Regions from separate parts of the Mus musculus genome. Here all the other regions are linked to region 1. The links are chromatin contacts, called in public Hi-C and HiChIP or PLAC-seq maps. All regions are on one chromosome and are shown on one strand. Each heading gives the region's core, a stretch centred on a gene start, on an enhancer-like site or on the middle of the called end of the contact. The rest is flanking DNA. Distances are from core to core; before and after follow the strand shown.

Region 1 (5,060 bases), core at 1,398-3,897:
CACTGTGACTGAGGCTGCACATTCACCAATAGCCTCTCCTGGACTCTCTAAAGGCTCTGACCCCAACACATGCCACAAGAAGTAAGCTTTCCTACTGATCATCCAGGCGGAAGTATTTTCTCAATCAAGGTTCCCTCTTAACAAGTGACTCTAGCTTGTGTCAAGTCAACAGTAACAACTGAAAAAACTAACCAGCCCAAGGGCAGACCTTTGTATAAACAGTAAGCCTCACTGCAAATAGTAGCTAGACATAATTCCACAAAAGATGTGGCTTCTTAAAATCCTATTTGTATACAGGCTCAGATGAAAAGAGGGTAAGGTAAGAAAAATGTGGACATACCCTCTTAAAATCCTATTTGTATACAGGCTCAGATGAAAAGAGGGTAGGGTAAGAAAAATGTAGACATACCCTCTGGGATTCTAATCCATTCAGCTCATCTCTTCCCCCCTGACATTTTGACCCTATTGCTATAAAAAAAAAAAAAAAAAAAAAAAAAAAAAAAAAAAAAAAAAAAAAGCCTTCCTCTGGGATGGGATTCCAGTCTGCTTCTCTTCTCCAACAATGCTTAGCAAGTCAACTGAGAGAATTTTTCTATCCTCACGTAAAGGAAGCCAAGAAAGGATTCCTGGAGTTCACTGCCCCTTCATTCACTTGAGGATCATTCAAAACAATTGGTCAGAAGCTATACATAGCCAAATTGCCAGGTTTTAACCTATTCAAACCTTGGCCATGTCCTATATTGCCTACAACGATCGTACAGGAAGCTGTTCAGAATGTAGCTAGCTGGTGGACTCCTTGTTCACCGCTGGTGAGCACACACAGATCCTCACAGAGGATGGCTTCCCATGGAGCTGGCGTGCCTGTAGCTTCGTTTTGCTTCTCTTTGCATCGAATTGCCTGAGATATTGCTTAGGTGTCTATTTTAAACCCCAATCCATCCCTGCCTCGCTTCCCTGCTCTCTATTCTCTTCTGGTACCTCGTTCACCATCTTGCCAACTTAGTATTCAAACCACACCTATATTTCACCTTCAGGTGTAGTTTGAGGACCTCTGGGGGCTGTTTTCCCCCAAACTGCCACCCTATCTCCCTCTGAGGAGCCTCTGTCACTGCCTTAATGTCACTGCCCTGGCTGTCCTGTCTTGGGGGTAGATTCCTTTGGGATGCAAACACTGTGCGTCCCTAACCCACCTTTCAAGCTTTTGAACACTAAAACTTCATCTGATTCTCCCCCCCCCCCAAATGCAGTTACTCTAACACCAACGGCCCATCTCCCCGCTGTCTTCTTCCCTCTTCACTGACAGTTCTCCTGCTACCCTCAGCAGATTATTATTATTTATTATTTATCAGCCATGACACTGTACTGTGCTTCCTACAAGATATTAAAGGATACACAACCCCTGCACTGAGTTTACAGCCAAAACAGCAGAGCTGTGGGTCTGACAATCACAGGAGGCCCCTGAGAGAAAAAAGTTCTCCCTCCTCCCTGGCAAAGACATGAGTGGAGCCTAGTAAAGCCTTCCCAGGACAGCCAGCCCAGATCAGCCTTAAAAAACAGCTATGTCCCTCCCCTATTACCCACCCACCCCCGCCCCCAGTTTGAAATAGGCCTCAGTATTTGTGTGGATGGGGTGGGGGAGGTATGGGTGAAGAGAAATGAAGAAGGAACCCACCGACTATAAACTTCAGACTTTAACCTTCAGACTTGCCTGAAAGATGGAGGGGAACTGAGCCACAGGCTTTCCCTCTGAATCTCAAAACAGGTGAGGGGTTCTGTGGGTCTGGGAATAAGAAAACTGACCTGCAGAGTTAGCAACCCAAGGAAGACAGGCACAGAAAAGAAGTGTGCTGGAGAGATGAAAAAGCTCACACCCACACCGGTAGCCACAGGTCTCCAGCCAAAGTTTCCTCTTAGTGTTCCAGTTAGGGTCTGCGTAGACAGCATGAAGAGAGGAAGACTCGGTCAGTGTGGATCTTGGGAGGGTTGGCTGCAGCTGGAGTGTCAAAGCAGGCCTGTGTGATCTGAGCAACCCAGGGAGGTCTGTGAAAACAGGAAAGTTCGCATATGCTCAGAAGTCAGGGCAGATGCAAGAAGACAGGACTGGCATGGCTCGCGGTGGTCTTTCAGAGATATGGACGTTCCCTACTCCTTCTCCAGGCTGGAGTGTCATAGGGAGGGCGGAAGCTGAAAGACGATTGGACTTTTCTTTCTCAAACTTTTCCACCAGTTTCCTCAGGTGTTGAGAGCAGCAGGGAAGCTCCCTTCAGTCCGTTTCCTTGAAGCCCGGGCTCTCTCGGAACCCGGAGGCCATGGCCCAGCAGCCCGGCCATGCGTCGTGAGTCTACCGGCGCGGCCACGGAGCCGGGCGAGCCGGGTATCTTTGCAGGGGGCGGGGGTGGCGGACCAACCACGGACACACCCGCTGGCATTGAGCCTGGGGCCCGGCGCGCGGCTGCAGGGGATCCCTGGGGCCCCGGGAGCCAAGCGCTGAGCCGGGCCGGGGGCGCCCCGCCTCCCCCACCCTCCGCCCCCGCCTACTCGGGCGTCTGTGATTGGCTCCGCCCGTCCCTGGCTGCGCGCCGAAGCCCGCCTCCCTCGCAGCTAAAGCAGACGGTACCCGGAGAGGAGCGAGCCAGAAGGGAGCATGGTCCCCGCGCCGCGGCCGCGCCAATCCCCGCGCCGCCGCCGCCGTCGCCGCTGTCCCTGCCACCGCCGATCTAGCAGCAGCTCTAACCCCGGCTCCGGCTACCCAGCGCACGTCCGCAGCCCAGGTCATTGGCGAGCCTAAGCTCAGCCCCCTCCCGGAGCCCGAGCCCGGAGCCCGGCGCCCGGAGCCAGCCCCAGCCCCGCGGCCGCCGCGGCTGCGGGGAGAGGGCGGGGGCGATGCTGCCGGAGCCGCCGCCGCTGCCGCCGCCTCGATGAGAGCCGCGCCGCACCGCGCATAGCCGCGCAGGCTGACAGGCAGAAAGACTGACTTCCCTCTCCCGGGCATCCTCCCTGGGCTGCCGGGAGGCGGCGGCGGAGGAGGAGGAGGAGGGAAAAGGGGAGAAGGCGGAGAGCAGGAACGAGAGGAGGTGGACCTGGATCCGTTTCTCCGGGCCAGGACTCGAGCGGCCCCAGCTACCGCTACCCGCCGGCGCCGTCCCCTATCCATCAACCCTCCTGCACCCATCCGCGACCCTGGGCTCTCTGCGCGTCGGGCCGGGGCTGGAGCGGCGCGGCCGCAGGTAAGAGCCGGATCAGGTTGGGGCTCTTGGGATGCCTAACGGGGCAGAGGGGAGGGAGTAAGGGTTCCCAGGGTCCTGGTAGCTTCTGGGCCAGGCAGGACTTGGGAGTGTGGCCCAGAGCCTGGAACGCTGGGCTCGGCTCTGGCAGTGGCGGCGGCTGGAGCTGGAGCCTCCCGCGTCTGAGCTCGCAAGCCTGCAGAAGCCCTTGCGCCTGCGCTGCTCCGGGGATGGAAAAAAGGGGGAAAAAAACTTCCTGCCCCCGGGTGTGTTATGCAGGGAATGCCTAGGGGAACTATCGCAGTGGTCGAAGGTGCTAGAAGCAAATACGACACCAGAGTCGGGTAGCGCTGGGCCGGGCCAAGCCGTGTGCGCCCCTCTCCTGGCCACCTCCCCCTGCGCGGCCCAGGGCCCCAGCAGTGCCGGGGGACCCAGAAAGCACTGGAAAGCTGGTCCCCAGGGCGGCCGTGTGCCCTGCGGGTTGGGGAGATGCGCGCCTGTGTGCCAAGGGAAGCTAGATGACGGGTTCTGCCACTCGCGTTCTTAGACCCAGCATTTGGGGACCGGGTTTCTTCACTGGATCCCAAGTAACTTTCGAGGTGGAAGAGCTTGAATATCATCTGAATGGAACCCACACAGACCGTGTTGTGACCTCCCCTACATTCCCTTGACACCTTGTGGTTTCCAGCGGGGGTTGGAGGTGGGAGGACAGCTTCAGGGATGCGAAGGGCGGGGAGGTGGTGGCGAGTGGAGAGGGGTTGTTTATGTGTGGGATAGTAGACCGGAGACACGTAGGTGGGAGTGTGGCCGCGCGCCCAGACTGCCACGGGCCATGCGGGCTGACCGCGGGCTCACGTCCGGGTCTTCGTGGCCTGGAGGCAGGAGGGTTATCTGTGGTCGCGCGCTGGTGCCCTCGCTGGGCAGTGTCGGCCCCAGGCCCTAGGGGAGAGAGGCGTGCTCGCTCCAGCCCAGATCTCGGAACCCGCAGCCCAGTTTCGTTCCGAGGCTGCTCCCGGGGCAGGTTCGGTGTGCGTCGCCTGGGGAAGGTGGAGACGCACTGCCTGCCTGCGGCTGTTCTCCCAGGAGCCGGCGACTGCAAAGCGCGAGTCTTGGATGCCTGGGTCCGCCTGCTGAGAAGCCCGTTCTCTCTCATCGCTGGCCTCTGGAACCGAAAGGCAGCAGCGGTCAGTTGACCGATCTCCCGCGGGTCCCCAGGGATGATGGTGGGTGAGAAGCATCCGGTCCTGGTACATGCGCGGCTCTGCGAAGCACATCGTTTCTCCCTATGGTGTTTGCGAGGCGGCGCGCCTGGGGCAAATCGTGAACGCAGATGTTTATGTAGCATTAGGCGAGACCTCTTCGCTGGAGGGACTAGACGTGGAGGATGCCTGGCTGCGGCTGCCGAGAAACTTCCACTCCTCAGTTCTGGGACATTCATGCTCCACCACTGCAGGCTCCAGCCCCTCATCAGCTAAGCGACGCTAGGATTTGGACTCCTCTTGCAGTGACAGATCTGTCCTGGTTACAGCTGTATTTATCCTCATTTCATTCTCTTTAAAGCCATTTGTCTAGTCACTACAGAGTTTCTCCCCTGCCGTGGTCTTACTGCTAACTCAGCCCGGGGAGGGCAGATTTGAGAAATTCTTTCCGTTCAGGATGAGTGATAGCACATTTAATTAGCCTACCTCACTCCTGGCTTTTTAAATTTAAATTAAGGGTGTGGGGGGAGGTGGAGAGCTAACTTTCTAATTATTTTTCACTGGGGGGGGGTGGTATTTAACAATTGTATAGATTGCTCATACTGACACTTAGAGAAAGCTTATGAGGAAGGACATA
Region 2 (5,060 bases), core at 1,244-3,743, 670 kb before region 1:
TTTTTCTTCATAGGAAGACACTGGGGAGGCAGCAAAGGAACCCTAAGTGTGAGCCTCCCTGTGCCTGAGCCAATTATGGGAAACACAGACATAACTTAATGTCTAAGTACTATGTACATGATATATTGTTATTTTGTTCAAGGGCCCCGAGGCAAAAGAAAAATCAAAATAATTTTTGCAATAGCACCTGTTTGAAAATAAGCAATTTATTCCATCCTTATAAAATATTTATGGATTTCAAATGGATGTCCTTGAATAAGGCCATTTCATTTCTTTTTACAATGAGAATAGGTTAGTTAGAGAAAACTCTAGGTCTATTTCCTGCTAATTTAATACTGATCCAACCCTTTTGTGGAAAAGCAGCCACCCAATAACTTTATTTACTAAACTTTATTCTTAATGATTCTGCCTTAGCGATTGTACCAGCAACAGCCCATGGATCGTTTCACCTATTGAATAGAAAGGCACCACTTCTATGCAATGAAATAATTTGATTTCCATCGAGAAAATGTATTTCAAAAAACCCAAGAGACTGAAGAAAACTATTACTTTTTATTACCCATATCATAATGTTCATCTTAATTACTGCTAAAGCAGGTTCACAGATGTAGTCTAATTGAATGTATAACTTTTTAATTGAAATGAGGGAAAAGTATGAGATTTGAGTTCTAACAATAGGTTGAGAGTCAAGTTAGATCCTGCCCTCCCAACAAGCTTTTCTGAGAGAATGGAGTCATTTAGAAATGTCCCGCTTATCAGATCTTAACATTGCACCATCGAAGTATTTTTAAATCTGGAGAAATATAGAATCAGGGTTAGAGCCTAGTCCACATGCAAGGGTCTTGAATATTAAAGCAAAATCTCTACCTCTGAAATTTTGATCCTTATCCCCAATAAGAATTTGACATATTAAATGAAGAATAGTGGGTGTGATTCTCTTTCACCTTTCTTGAACTTGAGTTAACAGTCTGTCTTCATGAAATCCTGCTAAGAGATTTCTCTGAAGTTTCACTGTCTTCCAGACCTGCACCTGAAGGCTCTCTCTGGAAAAGCAGGCTTTTAGGACACTTAAGACATAAAGACCAATCAATATCTTGTGCTCATTGAAACTCTGCTCGCTGACCAGTAAAACAAAGGAAAAGGCAATCTGGCTGCAGCTCATGCCTTGTCAACCTAAAGAGGACTAGCTGTCCACCCATGTCAGTTCAGAAGAAATGGGAACCAGTAATGTTCACAAGATATTTAGTATTTCCCTCATAATCTGATACTCTACTTATGCTTGTAAACAGCAGACAACAGTGCAGCAATTACGTAAGCCTGGATATTTTAACCATTAGAATCCTACCAATTGTATTTTTTACATTATTGCCATCTTTCCCATTTATGATTGAACTGTATTTTCCATATCTGTGTTCTTTTTCCATATTAAATTATTTCTCATTTCCCCAATAGATCATGTACTATCTCAACTTACACAAAGAACACCTGAGTCTCTCAGGAATAAAAGCAATTAGTTGTAATAAAATACGTATGTGTTAGATTCTTGTTATCTGGGGATGGAGCGAACATGCAACTTTTCCTTTTTAGACATTTCACTTTGCCAAAACATCAATTAGTCTCACTCATCAAGTCCCCTCTTCATATTCTGTATCATGCATTTGACATGTTGCTATTTATGCACCAGAAAACAACCACTCGAACTTCTACTGCAAACAGGCTCTGAATACATAGACGGTAATCATATGCTTAGACAGCAGTGCAAGTCTTTCACAACTATTTTTAATGTATCTATAACCACTTCAGATGTCTTTTTTGGAAACCAGCTGCAGAACCAATGTGTTCAAAATGGCATCATTCAGTTGTCGTTACATATCCATGTCTTCAAGGCCAGGTTCTCTGCTTACCCCGTGGCAGGAGGAGCAATATGACTTTAAGGGTGTGGGTTATAATTCTAGTATGATTGTATTAGCTTGAAAGAACATAAGCTGCCTTTTCTGAATGCAAACACAGTCCCTAAACCAAGGATGTAAATTAGTATCACAATGAAAGCAGCCAGAAGGACAGAAGCTTGGAAGTGTGTGCTTCTCCGCTCAGCAGGGGATTGTTCAGGTCCTGCTGTTTTGAAAACCTTTCTCCCCCCATGCAGGCTGCCCTGCTAAGAGAAATCCATTTGAATATTTTGGCAATCAGAGAGGCCCCCACATAAATTATGGATACAGAAATGCAGAAGACAGTCTAACAAATGAAACACGGTGGAATCTGTTTTTCCACCACCATATGGTGTCGACAGAATGCCACTTTGTTTCTCAGGGAAACAGCTCATCATTAAAAAATAAATCGCATCTTTTCTGTGGGGAAAGAACCCACAGTCATTATTTTGAAAAATAACAAACAGGAAACCCTGTCCTTTCATTTCACAATCTTTCCCCCCTTACAGTATTATTATTATTGCTGCACATATAGACTTTTCTTACAGGAAAGCTCATGATGACTTGTTCCTTGTCGATGCACGGGGAACGCAACATCATGTTTTCTTGATTGCAGAGCTGAGTCCAAGCACAACTCGTACTATGAAAGATAAGAGCTCTTCCTTATAGATCTTTCCTGTGGAGAAAATCGTTGCAAAGTAATGGACGGATTTCACTTAGCTCATGCTTTCAGATACAATGCTTATAGTATAAGCCATCAAGGCTCATGAAAAGTTAAGCAATTTGCAAATTGAATTAATTATTATTATTTATAGAATAAAATTGTTACTGGAATTCTTTCCACTATTTGATAACTTACCCATTCTTGGGCCCAGGAAAACCTTTTAGCACTTAGTACAATTAAGTGCAATTAAGCTTGTCTGCATAGTTCTCTTTCCTCCCTACAAAAAGATCTTTCTGTCATCCTTATGCCGATCAGATTGCTGAAAATTTGTTTGTGGTGCTGTCAGTACATAAATCACATTATGCCTCAACTCTGCCTAATTCCTCAAGTATTTTTGCAAACACTGTTCTATTTGATATGCAAATGTGCGCATGAGACAGAAACAGAAAGAGGGTTAAATAACCACACTAAATTTTATCTTAGACTTTGTAGCAGCTCACCTGGTTCCCAGTGGAAGGCCTTTTCTATGCCACATTATTTGCTGAGGCAGAGACTTGAGACTGTCACCATATTGCTCATGTCCTCTCATGTCTTCAGTGGAAGATACTGATCATGTGCATACATTGGTTCTGAAAAGAGTTGAGCCATTTGCACATAATTCACATAACTCTTTCTTCCCCTATCAGGCCTACTTTCTTGGATACAGCAGAGGCAGGGGAAGTTGTTTCTAAAACCAGTCTTCTTGGAGCAAATGAAAAGCTCACATTGATAAAGGTTTGAAACCATGTTTCAAAGGTTTTGTTGTTGTTGTTGTTGTTGTTGTTTGGTTGTTTGGTTGGTTTTCATTTTTGTTTTGTAGGATTTTGAGAGCAGAATTATCTGCTCCCATTTGCTTAACTCTAAATTTGAATCTGGGGTCAGAATAAATGGTTGTGTTATAATCAGGTTGTTATCATGGTATATTAGAATAATGAGATCATGAAACAAGTAATCTATACTTTTAGGAGCTATTTTTCTGTTAGTCTAAATGACAAAGTTTTACCAACATCAGCTAGGTTAGGAGGACACAAAATCCTGTGGGCCAAAGCTAACATTGAATCTCTAACAATCAAAGGAGTCCTCATAGCCACAGCTGATAGAATTCACTTTTCCTAGTCCTTAAGAAAGCTTATGGAAAACCCAAGTGACCTCAGGAAGTAGATGTTACTTAATTTCTTTGGTTCAACACTTTAAGCTTTGTCCATTGGTATTACCTGAATCCACATTTGGGTTGAGGATTTTCTAAAGGAAGTTGTACAAAAATCTCTCCTGTCTGCATAGTTTCAACACACATGCTTTGTTCCTGGTTACTTGAAATGCTGTCTTCAAAAAGTACTAACAACTGGCAGATAATTCCACAGTGTTGTCAACAGTTTGTCAGTAGTGGATGTTGATAGCTGTGTGCATAAAGTAGAACATGCCCAAACTGCAAAACATCAAAGCATGAAAACAAAGATTGAAAAAAGTAAAAAAAAAAAAAAAAAAAAAAAAAAAAAGCAGTCTTAAATCTATTATATGATTTGGCATTAAGTTTAAGGTTGTTAACTTTCAATGCTGTGACTTGGGTTGATGTATATCATGAGTAAGTCAATATACCCAACAGACAACTGAATCAATAGAACATACCACAAGCTGCTGAACCCGAGAGACAATGAAGAAAGAATGCATTATATTGTTATTAGTAACTGAAAACCGGTCACCCTTCACTACAATCTGCATTATATTTTAAGTCTGAGTTTCAGACATCAAAGAGATGCTTTGCTGGGGAAGGAATAGGTGAGTTGGTCCAGAGATAAGAAGCTCTTTTATGAAGAGAGCAAATAATTAAGATTATACTTGACTCCATTTTTTTTTTAAATAAAGCAGTAATATTTAGTTCCTTCTTCATAGGGTGTACATTTTAAGTACTCACATTTTAAGTAGTACACTATCTAGCAGCTACTTTTTGCCATAGATGTATAATGCATCCATCCTTGATAAATGTGTTCTAGTACAACATTGACACAATGACTTAAATAATTGTCCTTACGCAACTTTATATTTTTTCATCAACAGCCTTTATAAATGAATGTCTCCCAAGAAGAATATCCATGCAGATCAAAGACTTAGGATACAGAAGCCTAAGTCTGAGGAGAGTGCACTCCTAGTTGCCTGTCAAGTGAAAGAGACACCCATGGCAATTACTATATTGGGCTGGTATAAAGATGCATATAGAAGAAACAAGCCTACAGTGCTGGCTATCTTCCAAGTGCTTCAATTATATTAATAATCATAGTCAATAGATCATATCCATAAATTTAGTTCTAAGAAGCAACTGTCATATCATGCTTTTTGTGTGTTATGTTGAGAAAGGATTTCTGCTTTCCTCTTTGAGTTGCTAACAACTATAAATGTTCACTGATTTTTGAATATTATCTAGGTGCATAGGT
Region 3 (5,060 bases), core at 650-3,149, 610 kb before region 1:
TTTGTGGCACTGCGCCAGATTTATATTATTAGAACCTAGGCGTTTGCAAATGAACCTCTTTCAATTAGTGTTTCAGGAAGCAATTAAACTGTCTAAAGTGTATTAATGAATACACTGGAATTGGGAAGCTGATCTTCCTAATATCCCCATTATTAATGCACCATCTGTTTCGCTGCCTTAGGAGCAAGCATGATCTCTAGCCTCTGGTCCAGAAAACTCAGTCATTTATTCAAAAAGGTCACAGAAGCATACGTTTGTAATCAGCTCAATATTCCATACAATATGTAGATATTATATGGAATTATGGACATATATTTTTCTTGGCTTTTGCAAATGCAAATGAACATGCATATGGATTCTTTTGTATTTCCCTTTATTTTCTGTGTCAAAGCACTAACAGCTTCAGGAATCTATGCTGTGTCTACTGTTGCTGCAGACAGCATGATTGCTGTGATTTTGAAGACTATCATGGGATCTTAGATAAGATTGTCTCTTTTCATTACCAGAGAATGCTGTTTCCTATCATCTGTAGCTTTGATCATAGGAAGTGGCCTAGGTGCTACGACAAAGGCCCGGTGTCTCTTCCTAATATTCTCCTTAGGGTCCACTGCCACAAGGCATATTCTAAAGGTTCTACAGAAGGCTGAGATTTCCTGAGGTTCTTCATATTAAATGTATGATGGAAAGAGACTTAGAAAGTGTTGGAAAGACTGGGCACAAGGGTGAAAGCAAGGTCCACATCATGCTGCTCCACACCATACCAAGTCTTCAACTCACTACTACCAAACATCCATCTGGCTTTGGTAACTAATTTTTACTAAGGCAACCAGAATGCTAGCAATATATCCCCTGCTTTTAAAGTCAAGGAAAAAAGACTTGTGCTTAAATAAGGGCTGGGAACTAACTGGGTGAGATACATGTGTAGTGTAGTCACTGAGGAATAGCTTGTGAAAGAGAACTCTATGTTCACAGGGCACAGAGAATAGAACTTCACCCCATAGAACCCTGCACTTCTCCTGACTTCCTTTTAGTAAGTTCTGATCAGAGATAGATTGTAGTCTCCTGTGAGTTCATGTGTAAATATCATATGCTTCAGTACCTTGGAATGAGACCTAACTTAGACACAGGTTTGACATGAATATAAATAATCAGAACTTGGTTCCATGATTCTATAATGACCAGTGCCTTTCAGAGAAAGGGAATTTAAAACAAGGGGCGTATACTCCATGGAAAGACAAAAACAAACAAACAAACAAAAAACAAAAAACAAAACAAAACAAAGGCAATAGAAGCTAGGGAGTACTGAAGATTTCCAGCAAACTTTAGAAGCTACAAGTAAGACAGATGCTTTCTTCAGGCCCTCAGAGGAAGATGGCCCTGCCAATAACACTGTGATGAACAACAAACTTCTTATGCAAAGTGCCCAGTACTTTATTTATGGTAGGCCTACAAGTAAATGCCTTTCTCATAAACTGTAAAATGATTGATGGTAAAAATTCTGAAAACCAGAAAAATGTTGTTTTTGCAAAAAGTATGTTTGAGGAGAAACAGACTAGTATTTGCTAATTTGAAATAATTTGTATTCTGGGATCTCCAATAAGGACTCCAACTGTATAAATTGACGGAAGCAGGTATTACGTACCCAGACTTCAGGAGGGAGAAAGGCTCAGTGAATTAGAATCATTTTGCATCTAGTGTGTAGAGAAGCTGGATTTCATCTACACCTCCATTTGCTAATTTATAGTATCAACTTTGATCCTCAAGACAGCACAAAGTCAATACTCCCCTGTGTCTACACAGTCTCTTCCTTTTCTCTTATTTGTGCTGTACCTGGCCCTTTAAATAGGCTGGCATCATCTTCTCACTAGCAGCTGGCACATAAAAGCTAGCTTCTGACAACAATGGTTTGCCAAGCCATTTCCCAGGTTAGCTCTGTCTTGTATATTATCTATTAATCTTATTACTGTTCCCTGGCCTCTCTGATTTTTGGCTCTTTCTCCTTGGCTCTGAGCTCTTAGAACTAGTTCTCTGGCCATGGGCTCCCCACTCTGCTCTTGGCTTCGTGTGTTGTTCTAATTTTTATACCCCCTTTAGCCTTAGGTCAGAGAGACCACCTTCCTTCAGCTTCATTCCTGTTTTAATGACTGTCTAGTCCAGCTTTGCCAGTGAACCAATTCTCCTGTCTTGAATAGATTAAAGGAACTGAAAAGTTTCATATAAATACAACAACGGGGGGAAGTAGAAAGAACCAAGACTAGGAAATGATATAAAAAGATTCACATTTAATCTTGGCTGCTATGGTCTAGATAGGTTCCACACATTCACACTATAGAAATGAATAAACAAGAGGTAGACTCTTTGGTTGTTAGTTCACTCAAGAGGACAGAGCTCTCACTAAAAAGTTAGACTACTCATGGTTTAATGAGTTTATATTATAATACGCTTTTTCCCAACCCTTTATTGTCTTGCTATAGAATGCCTTTTACTATCATGAGATACAATATGAAAGTCCTCGCCAGATGCATAGAAAATACTAGCACCATGCCCTTGAACTTGCAGCCTTTCAACTATAAAAATACATTTCTTTTCTTTATATAGTGAGCATTCTGTTTTATTTCAGCAACAGAAGATGAACTAAGAAATTAGAAATTTTTTATATAGTTTGAAGAAAGGCACCATTTTTGTCAGTCAATATCAAAGCAACAATATTAACATAAGATATTTTAAATTTCCATACAGAATTAATAATCTACATTGTTTTCAGTTAAAACGGGTATGCAAAGCATACTACACTACAAATAACACCATAGAGATATCATTTGCATCTTTCAATCATTTTATTAAAAATATATTGTTAATTAACTAAAGAATAGTACTTCTTTCATATACTTGCTTGGATTTTTAAAGGTCAGCTTTGGGACAATCAATCATACCTCTCTGGTTACTGTAAGAGCACATATCAGAAATATACTTCAATCTCATGTAGAAGCATTCAGGGCAAAGCACAGGAATGTCTGGCTTATTTAGTTTAACATAATGCTCTCCCATTCTATCCATTTTCCTGTAAATGTCATGACTTCAATTTACTTGAAGTTAAATAAAATTTTTCTATGTATGTGTACCACATTTTCTTTATCCATATCTTTGCTGCTGGCTATTTAGGCTGGGTCCATTTCTTAACTATTCTGACTCTTTTGGCATTAAATGCGAATATGCCAGTTTCTTATAGAATATTGTCTTTGGGAAATATACCTAGGTGTAATATAGTAGTTTTAATTGTAGCTTGAAGAACTTCTGTATGTTTTCCACAGTAGCAGGACTCAGAAAGAAAAAAGTGTAATATATTTTCTTACATGTATGGAATCTCTGTTTAAATGTATTTGTGTGTGTGTGTGTGTGTGTGTGTGTGTGTGTGTGTGTGTGTGTGTGCATTTATGCATGAAAACACAAAGAGGGGCATAGAGAGGAGAGTGGGATATTAAGCAGAAAATGGGGAGTAGACAGGATAAAGGAGTGCATGTAACATGAAAGTAAAGCAGGAACTTCCTGAGAGGTATGCAGGGGACCAGCAAGATGGATCAAAAGAAGAACAAAAAGCAGGGGGGAAGGAAATAATAAACTGCAATGATATATAAGCACAAAATAACCCAATGAGCATCATTACCTTGTATGCTAACCTTAAATAAATTCCCCCTATAGAAGCAAAGGCGAGAAACGACCAGGTAAGAAAGGAAAAGACATCTACTAACATGATGCTATAGCAACCAAGCTCCATATGGTTCCCAACCTCACTCTTGCACTGAAAAGTCTGTCAATATAATTTTGCTTGGTGCATACAGCATTTCCCTATTTTATTTATGTTTTTGGGGAAGGGGTCTTTTTAAATTCATTAATTTATTCACTTTACATCCTGATTGCAGCTCATCTCCCTCCTGTCCTCCCAGTTTCATTATTACAAATCCTTCCCTCATTACACTCTCCCCTTCTCCTCAGTGAAGGAGAAGCCCCGATCCATACCACCCTGCCCTGGGACATCTCAGCAGAACTAAGCACATCCTCTCCCACTGAGTCCCAACCAGACAGTCTAGTTAGGGGAAGGGGATCCAATGGCAGGCAATAGATTCAAAAAGTCCCTACTCCGATTGTTAGGCAACCCACATGAAGACAAAGCTGCATATCTGCAATAAACAGGTAGGGTGTCCAGTGCCTGCATGCTCTTTGATTGGTGGTCCAGGCTTTGCAAGCCTCCATAAGCCCAAGTTAGCTGACTCTGAAGGTCTTCTTGTGCTGTCCTCGACTACTCAGCTTGCTCAGTCGAGCTCTGCCTGATCTTTGGCTATGGGTCTCTGAATCTGTTTCGATCTGCTGCTGGATGAAGCCTTTCAGGAGACAGTTATGCTAGGCTGTCAGCAAGGATAGAAGAGTATAATTAATAGTGTCAGGGGTTGGGTCCCTCACATGTGATGGGTCTCAAATCAGGCCAGTCGTTCATTGGCATTGCCTCAGACTCGGCTCCATCTTTATCTCCTACACTTCTTGTATGCAAAACAATTTTGAGATGAAGGTTTTGTGGGTGAATAAATGTCTCTCTTCTTCCACTGAAAATTCTGCATGGCTATAGGAGTTGTCCACTTCAGTCTCTATATCCCCCACTAGTATGAATCTCAGCTAGGGTCAAGCCCAAATACTCCCCAGAGCCTTCCTTGCCCTAAGTCTCCATCTCATCCCAGAGATGCCTTCCACTAATTTCCATTCTTACTTCTAGCCCTCTCAGGCTTCCCACTCTCCCTATCCCTGATCCCCATCCCAGTTCCCCTGACACTAGAGTTGAGTAAGAATTCAAGGACCAATGCAGAGACTGTAAAAGTCTGCTCTTACAGGTCTCATAATTGATATGGGCAAATATCAATACTTACACATATGCAAATAATTCATTCCCTAGTATATTGTGTAACTAATTCACTGTGCTGCATTCTGTCTCATCAATAGTAAGTCTCTAAAACTTGTACAAATAAAATGAGCTATGTTCTTTTAGAAAATAAGACCATCCAGGGGAGAGA

The links. Hi-C and Micro-C count contacts between places; a contact is called where the count stands out from the background. HiChIP or PLAC-seq counts read pairs in DNA pulled down with a chosen protein or histone mark.
Region 2: a contact with region 1 is called in an H3K4me3 HiChIP or PLAC-seq map of embryonic forebrain, with 5 times the contacts expected there. The contact joins the enhancer-like site here to the promoter of Klhl29 in region 1. A contact is called at or near these places in 1 of 39 promoter capture datasets (hippocampal neurons), 1 of 484 Hi-C or Micro-C datasets (ventral hippocampal neurons) and 10 of 115 datasets of contacts at active chromatin or transcription factors (SST interneurons, astrocytes, embryonic basal ganglia and 7 more).
Region 3: a Hi-C map of cerebellum shows a contact between it and region 1, with 1.9 times the contacts expected there. The contact joins the enhancer-like site here to the promoter of Klhl29 in region 1. A contact is called at or near these places in 1 of 39 promoter capture datasets (hippocampal neurons), 2 of 484 Hi-C or Micro-C datasets (cerebellar granule neurons and cerebellum), 8 of 115 datasets of contacts at active chromatin or transcription factors (SST interneurons, VIP interneurons, embryonic forebrain and 5 more) and 1 of 9 other capture datasets (embryonic stem cells).

The regions. Positions count from the first base shown.
Region 1 is chr12:5,373,269-5,378,328 of GRCm38.p6, reverse strand. Klhl29 (kelch-like 29) reads left to right here and starts at 2,647. Exons shown (of 14, transcript NM_001164493.1): 1 at 2,647-3,227. It overlaps 2810032G03Rik (RIKEN cDNA 2810032G03 gene), which reads right to left and starts at 2,609. Exons shown (of 2, transcript NR_015579.2): 1 at 1,801-2,609.
Region 2 is chr12:6,044,159-6,049,218 of GRCm38.p6, reverse strand. It overlaps Gm32576 (a long non-coding RNA gene), which reads right to left. Exons shown (of 6, transcript XR_872465.3): 3 at 3,846-4,057; 4 at 3,093-3,221; 5 at 2,475-2,604. Among named protein-coding and RNA genes, the nearest start is that of Gm32576, 8.8 kb to the right of the region's middle. Within about 2 kb of position 2,493, at least 18 of the 459 cell types and tissues checked have an H3K27ac peak or open chromatin away from gene starts, as enhancers often do. A contact at or near this core is called in embryonic forebrain and ventral hippocampal neurons, where this site is marked.
Region 3 is chr12:5,979,205-5,984,264 of GRCm38.p6, reverse strand. The region is part of intron 3 of Gm9548 (a long non-coding RNA gene); the gene reads right to left. Among named protein-coding and RNA genes, the nearest start is that of Gm32576, 56 kb to the left of the region's middle. Within about 2 kb of position 1,899, at least 2 of the 459 cell types and tissues checked have an H3K27ac peak or open chromatin away from gene starts, as enhancers often do. A contact at or near this core is called in cerebellum, where this site is marked.